Linked DNA regions of Pan troglodytes: all the other regions are linked to region 1. The links are chromatin contacts, called in public capture Hi-C maps. All regions are on one chromosome and are shown on one strand. The core of a region is the stretch at or near the end of the contact, and the rest is flanking DNA. Distances in the headings are between cores, read along the strand shown.

What was found. Capture Hi-C pulls out chosen DNA fragments and counts their contacts.
Region 2: a capture Hi-C map of stem cell-derived neural stem cells shows a contact between it and region 1, with 7 times the contacts expected there. The contact joins two enhancer-like sites. A contact is called at or near these places in 6 of 7 Hi-C or Micro-C datasets (blood, induced pluripotent stem cells, a lymphoblastoid cell line and 2 more), 1 of 1 datasets of contacts at active chromatin or transcription factors (stem cell-derived excitatory neurons) and 1 of 1 other capture datasets (stem cell-derived neural stem cells).
Region 3: a contact with region 1 is called in a capture Hi-C map of stem cell-derived neural stem cells, with 6 times the contacts expected there. The contact joins two enhancer-like sites. A contact is called at or near these places in 3 of 7 Hi-C or Micro-C datasets (induced pluripotent stem cells and stem cell-derived neural progenitor cells), 1 of 1 datasets of contacts at active chromatin or transcription factors (stem cell-derived excitatory neurons) and 1 of 1 other capture datasets (stem cell-derived neural stem cells).

Annotation. Positions count from the first base shown.
Region 1 is chr5:18,247,565-18,251,568 of NHGRI_mPanTro3-v2.0_pri, reverse strand. It overlaps EDN1 (endothelin 1), which reads right to left. Exons shown (of 10, transcript XM_063812786.1): 8 at 3,832-3,987; 9 at 3,524-3,667; 10 at 722-1,962. The coding sequence ends at 1,857. Among named protein-coding and RNA genes, the nearest start is that of EDN1, 120 kb to the right of the region's middle. Within about 2 kb of position 1,783, at least 1 of the 24 cell types and tissues checked has an H3K27ac peak or open chromatin away from gene starts, as enhancers often do. A contact at or near this core is called in stem cell-derived neural stem cells, where this site is marked.
Region 2 is chr5:17,599,783-17,604,201 of NHGRI_mPanTro3-v2.0_pri, reverse strand. No RefSeq gene overlaps it. Among named protein-coding and RNA genes, the nearest start is that of TMEM170B, 120 kb to the right of the region's middle. Within about 2 kb of position 1,456, at least 7 of the 24 cell types and tissues checked have an H3K27ac peak or open chromatin away from gene starts, as enhancers often do. A contact at or near this core is called in stem cell-derived neural stem cells, where this site is marked.
Region 3 is chr5:17,532,204-17,536,760 of NHGRI_mPanTro3-v2.0_pri, reverse strand. No RefSeq gene overlaps it. Among named protein-coding and RNA genes, the nearest start is that of TMEM170B, 49 kb to the right of the region's middle. Within about 2 kb of position 3,255, at least 5 of the 24 cell types and tissues checked have an H3K27ac peak or open chromatin away from gene starts, as enhancers often do. A contact at or near this core is called in stem cell-derived neural stem cells, where this site is marked.

The DNA.
Region 1 (4,004 bases), core at 534-3,033:
GAGAATTCAGTTAGTAGTGACCATTTGCAATACTGCAATTGCAATACTGTGCTCTCCAGTGAGCTGACAAGGCCAGCCAAGGCAAAGTGGAGAGGAAGTGGTGCTTTGTGGCAGATGACCTAGAATCAGTACCTGGTGTCTCTACCTCCATGGGCACACGGCCAGTCCTAGGCTATCACGAAGAAGCAATGGTACTCAATGTTCCTTAAGAAACAACATCCTTAATGTGAGAAAATAAAAAGCCATTGGAAACCTCTACTTGCTCTGAGCAGGCCATTTTCTAAAAGCAACTTTGGTATGTAACTTTGTATAATTAGGTATGTTTTGGGGGGTTGTCTTGCCATTACCTCCTTCAGTCCATTAATATGGATAAAGCATCTCTCACCACACCATCAGCTTAAACTGTTGAATCCTGCCTAATAGCCTGAGCCAAGTTAATGGATGAAGTCCCTGGAGAATTTTTCAGGTGAAGGAGAAGCAGGAGGCTGCTACCCAAGAGAAGACAGAGGTGTTAAAGCTGCTTTTTTGTTTTGTGTTTTTACCTCAATGCAGTATAAAATCAACATTTAAGATACAGATAAAATTCTTTATATAATTAGCTTAGACCGTAATATCCTTCTAATTGTCACTTTTCTATGAAACCGTCTTTAACCATTTGCCTTTATAATACTTAATCACTTTGGCCCACTCCTTACAAATTTCAGTAATGATTCCAAATCAGTACAGTAAGGAAAAAAATATTTATTTTCTAAAGTCATTACCTTGACAGGCAAAACAAAGCATGTTCTCAATTTCATTTAGAAATACATATTTTAAAAATACATAGACCAATATGGCCTGCCCAAACAGATATTTAACATGGTAAATATAAGGAATAAATTGTTTGAATATAAATATCTATAAAAAAATAAGTACATCAAAATTCAATCCAACCTCTTTCATTAGCCGGTTATATAAAGGAAAATAATTTTACTGCTTTAAAGCGTAACAAACACTTACTTTTCAATATATTTCATAAACAACCCTATACCATTGTGTCTCCAAAAATCAAGGACAGGGAATCTCCTGATTTAATGATCTTTTTTTTCTTATGGATCAGAGCTAGTAGATTACCATGAAAATATTATATCTACTGCTGACACATTAGACCAGACTTCTACGAGGCTAGGATTTAGTATGGGGGATGGAGGAGGGGGCAGCAGGGGTGGGAAGAGTTTGGGGAGGCAATAATTAAATGTGGGAAATACTTTTGCCAGAGTGCAATATAGGTGAGGTAGACTCATATTCATGAAACATATCCTGATTTATGGTAGTAACAGTTTCATTCAGTTTTGCATTTTACAAATTTAAACAAACAAAAGTCTTTCTTTTTTTTTTTTTTTTTTACTTGCATGTTTGTCTTTTGAGTGTGTTTTCAATTTGTGCATTCCTTAGAAAATCTTTGCGTGGACTTTGGAGTTTCTCCCTGAAATGTGCCAGGCGCCTGAGTCAGACACAAACACTCCCTTAGGGCCTTCGTCAGAAACTCCACCCCTGTGTGGAATCTCCTTCCTCTCTCTCTCTCTGGAGGATGCCACCCGAATTCGAATGTGACTGTGTGCTTCTGCTGAGAGGTCCATTGTCATCCCCAGATGAAAGAAGAGACCAAAGCAGTTACCACTGATGGAAGCCAGTGAAGATGGTTGGGGGAACTCCTTAACCTTTCTTGGAATGTTTTGAACGAGGACGCTGGTCCTTTGCCAGTCAGGAACCAGCAGAGGATGCTCCTGCTCTGATCCCAGCCAGGGTGGAGAGTGCAGAGTCGGCCACAGGGCTCTCCGTGGAGGCTATGGCTTCAGACAGGCCCCGAAGGTCTGTCACCAATGTGCTCGGTTGTGGGTCGCATAACGCTCTCTGGAGGGCTCACCTTTCAGCTTGGGATCATGAAAAGATGATTTGACGCTGTTTTTCATGGTCTCCGACCTAATAAAGCAAGATAAGAGAAAACAAATGTTATTTTAAAAAATCACCCTTTGGCAAAAGAAACATGTAAAATTAGAATCTGGCACAAACAAAACCTGAATCTGGTTGTGAACTTTCACCACCCGCCGCAACTCTTTGATAAAACCTCAAGTGATATCTATTACCGTTGTAAAAATAAAGCCTGCCCCTATGCTTAGAATGGGAGCGAGGGGTCATATGGTCAAGTCTAAGGGGAAGTGGGCAGTAAATACAGGTTTTAAATAAACTAGAGTTGTTCTGGTTTCTTCCGTAGCCCCATCCCAACCTTCATCACTATGCGACCCTGCCTTGAGGAACTCAGCATAGGTTTTGAATAGTTATGGCCATCTTAATAAATTGACGGTGACTTAGTTGAAAAGAGAGAAAAAGAAAAGAAGCATACAGTAGGCCCAGAGCAAATACTTTATGGCAATTATTTTTAAAAAGATTTTTTTTTTTGCAGGCCTGATGTTTTACAGGAGAAATACAGAGGGAAGAACTGTAATGTTGATTTAATAGTTGGCATAATAAAAACCCATAAAAAATTCCAGGTTAGTTCAGAAACTGATCTCGTGGGGAGCATTACTGGCCTGCGACCATAAATATGGATACTCTCATAAGCAGGTGTGAAGAAACCGATAGCTGAGGCTGCCCCACAAATCAGTAGTAAACAACTCAGAAGTAGTTCATGACTGCCTGGCCTGAGCTCAGAACACTTTAATCATAGAACTTCTTGCCACTGGATTTCTAGGAAAAGTCTCCATAGACCATGATAGAAAAATGCAGAACATGTGATAGATCAGAGAGTAGGTTTCCTCCTTTGAGCTTGTGAATTCCAAAAAGTTTAGGATTTGGAAGGGTTATCACCAAAGAGCAGCTCAGAGCAACTCTATGATGTTGCCTAATCCAGATCCCTTCTCTGTCCCAGCACATGACTGACCAGGAAAAGAGAGAGCTTTTTGGAATGACATTGGCTCTGCACCAAACACATTTCCCTATTAAAAAAAAAAAAAAAAAAAAAAAAAGACCATAAACCTGAAAAACAGCATGTTCTAAACTCCACCAACCCTATCTAATGACTTTATTTTTCCTTTGGCCATCTGAATAACTGCAACTTATTGAAGAATTTGATTATCCATGACATTTTGATTCTTCTTCTAAATGTCCTCTCCCCAAAATGATTTTTGATTTCTCAGGGAAAGTGGTAAATACATTGACTCAGAGAGGCAAAGGCTGTATATAACCCAATGACAAAGGCATCTCTGGATATATTTTGGTTGGGAAATCTACCTGTAGATGAAATGGTATGTGCTAAAAGTACAGAGGACATCAGTTTGCATTCCAGAGCTTCTTGGAAATATTTAAGAGGGATTCTTTTGCTCCTTTTAATCTATAGGATGCATAGATCTCCTCTGCTACTGTTTTCTAAAAGTCTTTCACCTGCCCGAGTAAGAAGGGCTGTAGGAACAGGCTGCTGGCATCAATGACCGGGGCTAGTTGTTCTTGTCAACCTCTTACCTAATTTTTCTTCCTTCCCTCTTACCTGGTTTGTCTTAGGTGTTCCTCTGAACTTCTTCTGATTTTTCTTCCTCTCACTAACTGCTGATAAATACACTTTTTCCCAAGCTTGGAACAGTCTTTTCCTTTCTTATGATTATTCCAGTCTTTCTCCATAATGTCTTCAGCCCTGTTAAAATACACAAGGAAAAACATTTCAGCAATGTTATATTCAGCTTTACCCTGACTTTCAATGTCTCTGTTAGTCTCTCTAAAATAGGAAGGCAGTACCATGATAGGAAGGAGTTCAGGAGGCTGTTAAACTGATTGAAAAGCAAAGGTGTTTCTGCTCACCTGAGTTCTTTTCCTGCTTGGCAAAAATTCCAGCACTTCTTGTCTTTTTGGTTAGCACATTGGCATCTATTCTCACGGTCTGTTGCCTTTGTGGGAAGTAAATTCTCCAAGGCTCTCTTGGACCTAGGGCTTCCAAGTCCATATGGAACAACGTGCCTATTATCCAAAGAGAG
Region 2 (4,419 bases), core at 207-2,706, 650 kb after region 1:
GAAATGGGTATAGTCATTTTACAAGACATTAGGGCTTACCAGAATGAACTGAACTGCAGGAATCTTAGGGTGTGGCCAGTTGATTGCAGGATTTCTGGCCTAACTTGGCGTATAACTGAAAAAACTCCAGGTCTGGTGAATGGGGGCTGCTATTACATCAGAAATTTGGGGTCGTGTCTAAGACCCAGTCAGTTCCCAGACCCACATCCCTTTACTAAAGGGAAAATAGGGATGCTTAAGGTAGCACTTTCTGCTAAAATTGCCAAGTATGTTCTGTGACTTTTCCTCTTAGCCTTCCCCAGTGGTACTTGGGTCCATTTAAACAGGTTACTGTACTGGGGGAAAAATGCCCAAACTTTTCTCAAATATTTGGACACTGGCTCCAAGCCAACCATACCACAGACCACCTATCAAAGCAGGCGACTAGTAGAGATCTGGTAATTGATAGAGTTTTGATGTGTGTGTGTGTGTGTGTGTGTGTGTGTGTGTTGACCTTTCTTCTCCCATTTGGCAGAGGAAAAGTATACCAAACACAGAGGAAAGTGGAGAACTCATGGTGAGTTTTTACTCCTGTAACTGCATCCATTCCTGCTTCGCTTACTGAGTTCCCTCCACACTTGCATCTCAAACGCTGAACTCAAACTTGTCATTCTCCCTCTCCTCCCATGGCCTTTGAATTTGCAATTCCCTGGCCTAAATCTTCCTCTCACCTCTTCCCATCCCTTTGCCTAATTACTTCCTCCTCATCCTTCAAATCTCAGCTCCAGGGTCCCTCGTTAGGGAACACTGCCTGTTCCCATCACTCCACGAATCTAGGTCAACTTCATTAGCTCCACATCATCCCAGTACAGCAATCTTTGCTTTTAAAGCACCTCCTGCAGCTTGTTGATGCACATTCATGCGAGTGGCTTGACGAGTATCTGCTTCTTCCTCTAGACTAGAAGCAGCCCAAAGCTGGAACGTAGTTTTGGTTACCACCCTTCCCCTGGCTTCTAAATACGACGGCTGGCACAGTGAACACTCAATAAATATTCATCAAATGAATGGATGAATGAATACATAAATGAATGCACACCTCTTTTATTAAAAAAAAACCACTTCTTAAGAATTGAAATTTAGCAATAAATTGGCCAATGTTTTTCCTATCTTTAGCGTGCCAGCACTTTCTTCTGGAGACCATGAGCAGGGGCAGAAAGACATCATCCCCAGCAGCACTCACATCTGAAAGCAGGCGGGTGTCCCTCTGCAACAACCCCTGCTCAGTTAGATTGCTTTAGGATACCCTCTTTTCCAAACAGAACAAAATTTTAACCAGACCATAAAAGCTGGTTTGGGATCTGAAAGAATAAGATTGTGCAGCAAATGATAAAAAGGAAAAACCCAGCCATGCCGCCCCGTTCTGCCTTTTGTTTGGGCATCCTGTGTCCTGCTAGGCCTAGAAGGGGGTTGATGGAACCGTTTGTTGGCTGAGAGACTGGATTTTAATTGTCCTGCAAAGCTCCAATAAAGCTTTGTTTCAAGTCTTGAATTTCATCCATGTTTCCCTTTTAACAAACTTCAAGGAAATAACTCACCCTGAACTGCCACAGTGTACTGCCAAAGCGCTAGCAAATAAGAAAGGCACATGCTTCCTGAATTTGGGTGAATGAACCAACAACACTCACTTTAAAGGGTTTTCTTTTTCTTTTTTTTTCCTTTTAACTAGGAGAGAGAATGCTGACCAGGCTTTCCCTCAGCAATTTTTCTAATGAAAACATTTGGTGCCACCTGGTGGCCAAATTTACACGGACGCCTCAGCCTTCACAGAGTATAAATGTCTCCCGGTTGAACTGGATATTAAAAACCCTGGTGCTACTCGGGAGGCTGAGGCAGAGTGGCGTGAACCCGGGAGGCGGAGCTTGCAGTGAGCCAAGATCACGCCACTGCACTCCAGCCTGGGCGACAAAGCGAGACTCCGTCTCAAAAAAAAAAAAAAAACAAAAAAAAACCCTGGTGCAACCAATTTGGTAAATTTCTAAGAATATAGAGAATTTAAATTTCTCCTTATTGAAGACAAAATTCCCCACCTGCGTTCCACCACACCTCTTGGGGACAATTTGTTTTCCTGAACAGGTGGCTTTCTTTAAGTGAACATTTTCTCTAAGGTAATATGCTACATGCAGAGTTCACTTTTGAGCTAAAAGAAGGGCAAGAACTGTAAATAATTATTGTGGCATGAGAGAAGGAGAAGGAATTGCCCAGAAATCCTTTAGGCCCCTTCAGTGTCTACTGGCCTAGGATTCCAAAAAGGTTTGAGAATGTTTCTCATACTCATATTTGGCCCAAGCACACGGGTCCAGTGGGTCAACTTTCACTTTGAGAAAAGCTTCAAATTCCACATTCTTGGATAAAACATAAATAGAGCCCAGTTAGTCCCTCTCAGGCTTTTATGAACTAGAATCATATTTCTTAACCTATCATTCCTGAGTGTGAGAAAAACAAGAGGAATGATATGTAATGTCTTAACAAGCTGTGCTAGGATACCAATTTTAACTGGCCAATAGAACCAACACAGATTATGTTTTAGAGAAATCTAATCCCTTATAAATCAGCTGTGTGTAAAAACCTTCACAAAAACAAGTGATGTGTTGTGAGTAGCAAGGAGAAAAAAAAAATTCTCCTGGAAATGTGTGGGTCTATCCGGAGACAAGCGCTGCTTGCCTCGTGCTCCATACTCCGAAGGGCAATTCATGTTAAAGGCAGTAGTGGGCTGGCCCCCTTTATGCTGAACATAGGAAATACAGAAAAACATCTACGAGACTGAGCAAAGTGGTAGTATTTCGTGCACTGGCTGGCTCAGCACCAAAATTCAAATCAATTTTGAATTGAATTCTTCTCCAGAGAGAAGAGCCCCCAGAAACAGCCCAGCAAGAGCTTGGAGGGTTCAATGATCATTTAATTTAAGCCCCTCTTTTTACAGACAAATGAACACAGGCCCCCAAGAGTTTAGGTGATGTTCCCATGGGCCCTTATCAAGTTAGAGCAGAGCCCAGGGAGAGAGAGAGTTGAGGTCCTCCGCTCTCTGCTTCTGCCTCCACACTCTGCTTGCTCTGACCTACGTCCTCCCACCGGCGATGCAGAACTTCAAAGGGATGGAAAAGGTGGCAAAGTCACCAGTGAATCTGTGTGATATACATAACTGATGACTTCCTCCTTTAAAAATTGTTTTGAGATAGGGTCTTGTTCTGTTACCCAGGTTGGAGTGCAGTGACACAATCGTAACTTGAAATCCTGGGCTCAAGTGAGCCTTTTGCCTCAGCCTCCCGAGTAGCTGGGACTACAAGGAGCACACCTCCATGCCTGGCTAATTTGTTAAAATGTTTCTTTAGAGACGGTAGTCTCACTATATTCCCCAGGATGGTCTTGAACCCCTGACCTCAGGTGATCCTCCCGCCTTGGCCTCTCAAAGTGGTGACTTCAGGTGTGAGCCACTGTGCCCAGCAGCTTCCTCCTTTACAGAAATAAATTAATGCAAAATAAAGGAGGAAGGGAGAAATGATAGCTAAGCAGAGAACATGCAACAAAGTCAATGCTAACATCCACGTGATTGAGCATCTACTATATGGCAGGTGCTTCACATGCGTTATCTTGAATGGGTGAACATTCTCCAATACAGCAGGGTTCTATCCATTCCACAGGTGAGGCACCTCATGCTCAGGTGGGTAAATTGCCCACCACCGTGTGGTAATAAAAGGGCAGAACACACACATGAAATCAGGACACCCTGACTCCAAATCCTATCACTGTTTCATGTCTCCAGCTGCAGACAACTCTTATGTGAGCCCTGGATAGGAAAAGGAACAGAGTCATGGAAGGTACACTTAAGTTCTCCTTCAAGCAGCTAAGGAGGTGCTGTCTCTAACAACCAAATTGAGACAGGCAAAGTCACCCCAGCAGCTGTTGACTTCAGCATTTGCTTTTAAAATGAGAATTATTGTCTCCGGGTGAAGACTCCGGTTCAAGCATGAGTCATGCACCCCAGCAGACCTGGTTTGTTTTTAGCGAAGTGTGGCCGGGGGAGGAGGGGTTGTATTCACCAGCAAAGCATGTCACGGAGGATGTACACACACACACACACACACACACACACACACGTCTGCCCATTACAGCTGCTCCAGGCATCTCTCGCCTGACAGAATAGGGTCTGTTTCTGACCCCCACACATCCTTAAAGAATGTGATCTTTGCAGAGGTCACTAGCAGGAAATGACCTTGAGGAAAGCCACTTGATGTCATTCTTTGAATGTTCTGCTGTCAGCTCCCAAAACTGTCAGGAATGAGGTCGTAAGTGTCTCCTTCAGCTGCATAAATAGAGGCCACCAAAGGTCTCCAGGAAAGAAAAAAGCTGGTAATCACAGCAATTCACGTGTGGACCAAATAT
Region 3 (4,557 bases), core at 2,006-4,505, 720 kb after region 1:
ATTTTAATCTAACTTTTGGTTCAATCTTTTCAAATAGTTTCCCCAATACAGTCTCTAACATCACACAGATTCTTGATGTCATGAGTAGGGGTGTTTTGACCTAATCCTGATTCGGAGGTTAATCAGCATACTGTTCATTTTTCCCATCACAACCAACAAAACTACTCCTGATATACTTCAGACTCCAGTCTACAGCAGTCTCGAAAACACAGCTTCCCATATCAATAATCCCAAAAGTACTGTTTTCTTTCATCCTTTTTGAACTCAAAATGTCCAGCGGGCCTTCATATTTTGCTTTGATTTGGCAACTTTTTCTGTCCAGATAATTGGTGGTGTGCATTGAACTAGTTAAGGTGGAACAAGAGTCTGAGAAGCATGCTGCTTTATTTGTGACAGAAATAGTCTGCTTAGTTAAAGTAAAAGTTGAAAAATATTAATGAAGCATTGTGGCAGTTGTATTCTATCAGCATTCGAGTGACCTGGGTGTGTAACTCTTATGACTGAAGAGCTCCCTCACAAGGTATTCCTGATAGAAGAAAACAGGACTTAACCCCTCAATAAGATCTCATGTGAACATTTGGGCCTTTGTACGTCTTGTCTCTTAAAAGTCATAAGCCAAAGCATTGTGGCAGGAAAATGAGCTAGTCATGGGTTACCCAGGAAGCAACCAGTTTCCAAGGGGATCCCTTTGGGCCTCTAGGGATTACCTGAGTCCAGGCAATTAGGCTGCTATGGCCACCTCTGTTCTGCTCTTAACATGCACATCTGTTCAAACAGCTGTCCAGGTCTCATAAGAGACCTTTGTTTAACCAAGTAAGTGGCTTTCTTCATTTATTAAAAGCATTTTACCTTTCCCTCAAATAAGAACAGATTGTGAGGACAAAATGACATTATAGATGTGAAAATGGTTTGAGAGTAAAAGTTGAATTCCAACATTATTACAATGATGACCCTATCAGTAATATAGGCTTTACATATATCCTCTAGGCACTTGTAAAAAATGAAAAACAGGCCAGGCACAGTGGCCCATGCCTGTAATCCCAGCACTTTGGGAGGCCAAGGCAGGTGGATCACCTGAGGTCAGGAGTTTGAGACCAGCCTGGCCAACACGGTGAAACCCCATCTCTACTAAAACCACAAAAATTGGCCAGGCATGGTGGTGGGCACCTGTAATCCCAGCTACTTGGGAGGCTGAGGCAGGAGAATCACTTGAACCTGGGAGGCAAGAGGTTGCAGTGAGCCAAGATCGCGCCATTGCATTCCAGCCTGGGCAACAAGAGCGAAACTCTGTCTTAAAAAAAAAAAAAAAGCCAGAAGTTATGTGAAAAGCTGAATTTAGATCAAGACACTGTGTGCGTATATATTCTTGCATGTGCATATATGAACACATATGTTTGTGTATGATGTTGGCCAAGACATGTAACCTGTATGCCTCAGTTTCTGGATCAGCAAAATTGGAATAATACCTCTGCCTTGTTGAATTGCAAAAAAGGGAAAAAAAACAGAAGTTAGAGTTTAGATTTGAAATTTTCTTCCCTTCTCGTTCACCTTGCAAAAAATCCTCTAAGTTAAACAAGTTTCAAATGAATCTGGACGTAGACTAAGGCTCAGAACTACATGGACATGTTAAGTGTCAAACGCTTGGAGCCAAACTGGTCCTGGCCTAGGAAAGTCTGAGAATAACAGGCCTATACTGATGCTGTCCTGTTAAAAGTTTCAACTTCCATTTATGAGAAAGCAAAAAGAGTTGACGTGTTTTCAGGTTTACTGAAGAAGAAATTGGCATAGAGAGATTAAGTCTAATGTGAGGTCTCATAGGCACAAAGGGTCAGAACCTGGGAGAAGACCCAGGTCTCATATCATCCCCTCTCAGGTAACATGCACAGGGCTTTCAAAAGTCACGAGTCTCAAGAAATAGGAATGCTTTTACGCTATTGATGGGAATGTAAATTAGTTCCACCATTGTGGAAGACAGTGTGGTGATTCCTCAAGGACCTAGAACCAGAAATACCATTTGACCCAGCAATCCCAATACTGGGTATATATCCAAAGAAATATAAATCATTCTACTATAAAGACACATGCACATATGTTTACTGCAGCACTATTTACAATAGCAAAGACATGGAACCAACCCAAATGCCTATCAATGATAGACTGGATAAAGAAAATGTGGTACATATACACCATGGAATACTATGCAGCCATAAAAAGGAATGAGATCATGTCCTTTGCAGGGACATGATGAAGCTGGAAGCCATCATTCTCAGCAAACTAACACAGGAACAGAAACCCAAACACCACATGTTCTCACTCATAAGTGGGAGTTGAATAATGAGAACACATGGACACAGGGAGGGGAACGACACACACCAGGGCCTGCTGGTGGGTGGGGGGCAAGGGAAGGGAATCTAGAGGATGAATAAATAGGTGCAGCAAACCACCATGGCACACGTATACCTATGTAACAAACATGCACGTTCTGCACATGTATCCCGGAACTTAAAGAAAAAAAAAAAAGTCACGAGTCTCTCAAAATTGTAGTTTCCTCAACCCTACATCTCCCACTCATCTCTGTACCTTCTCCTATTTTCCACATCAAAGATAGCACAAGCATCTTCTTTTAACACATTTTGGAGTCACCCACCGACACCAATTCCCACGAAAAGTAAGCCAAGTGTAGTTTTTTTTTTTGTTTTTTGTTTTTTTTTGGCAACAGAGTCTCACTCTGTTGCCCAGGCTGGAGTGCAGTGGTACCATCTCAGCTTACTGCAACTTCCACCTCCCGGGTTCAAGCGATTCTCCTTCCTCAGCCTCCCAAGTAGCTGGGATTACATGTGCCCGCCAACATGCCCGGCTAATTTTTTTGTATTTTTAATAGAGAGGGTGTCTCACCATGTTGGCCAGGCTGGTCTCGACCTCCTGACCTCAAGTGATCCGCCTGCCTCGGCCTCCCAAAGTGCTGGGATTACAGGCATGCGCCATCTGTAGTTCAGTCTGAACCTCATGTCTGAAGTTCAGTCCTGATTGAGGACCCTGAGTGCAGGGGCACGTGTGTCCCCATGGCTGCTGTAGGCCACACTGTGGGAAAACAAAACTCGCGCTTTTACAACCAGAACTCTGGAGCTGAAAAGACCAACCCTCCCTCTCTGAGTTTGAACTAAATAGTTTGTCTCTGTAGCATAGTAAACAAAGCAGAGCAGCTCACTAGCAACAGGATCCGCGGTGGTTGGTGACTATGTGCACAGCTGATGGGTAAGTCCCGGCCATCTTTCAGGATTCATTTATGCTGGCCGCCTTGGCTTCCTCATCTTGTACATATTTGGTTTAGAGAATGCGAGGAATTTGCTAGCTGAGCAAGTTTATTCATCCTGCTTTCTAACTAGGCTCTTTCCCACGGAGGTATGTTTCTAAAATTTCCCTCAGCAGGCTTTGCTGCAAAAGCAGTGCGGGGTTCAACGGGACCATTTAAATCTAAAATAAATCCTCCCTAGAAATGCACTGTTCTCTGTCAGGACAGAATCTGGCTCTGTCTTCGAAACAGAAGTGCCTGAACTTATTACCAAAACTTCTAGCAAAGGCTGGAAGGACATCATCCCTCTATGTGCAGACAATACATTGAAAGAGGCCAATGGGACAAAGGTTATTTTGTAAGCACTCACTGCGTGCAACATGAGATGTCATTCCGTTTTACTAATGTGAGAACTGACTGTTGCAGAAGTTAAATGACTTGGACAAGTTCAATTACTAAGTGGTAGAGCAGGAATTTAAAACCCAGTCTCATGACACAAGGCAGATTGCATATGTGTGCATAACCCCAAGTTGACCAACTGTATAACTAAATGTCACTAAGAAAGCATAGACTACTAAATTAGATACTAAGATGTCAAGGCTTGCATCTGTAATACTAGCTATTTGAGAGGCTGAGGCAGGAGGATTGCTTGAGGCTAGGAGTCAGAGACCAGCCTGGGCACCAAACACAGTGTGACTCTCTCTAAATAATAAATAAAATACACTAGGTAAAATAAATAAATTAGATAAAACCATTATGCACTGAGTTGGAATTTAAGAAAAATATATAAATCAAAGTCTAGATTAATGACCTACAAAAATCATAAACTAAAGTGATTTTCTAATTTGCAAACAACCCTGATAGGTTGTTTCTAATTTGCAAACAACCTATCTTAATAATTCTTTGGAAAGTTAAATTGGCTAGTGATGACATGAAGAAACCTTAATTTTTCTCATATTCAATTTTCTGGTGTGCATTTCTTTTGGGAAAAAAAAACATTAAATGTATCATATGGAAATGAATCCAAAAGTAACAATCAGTTAATTTCAGTTCATAGGTAATGTCCAAGGCAAAAGCAAGGAGAAAAATAAAATAGAACCACTGCACCATCTAGTGACGGAACTCTTGCTTTACAAGAAAACCACCTGATACAATTACATTTTGCAAATCAGTCCCCAGAACTTTCTGAGCCTGAAGAATATTCATAAAATTGTCCAAAAGAAGAATGCCTAGTGACAATGAATCATAGAAAATTAAGAGCAGAC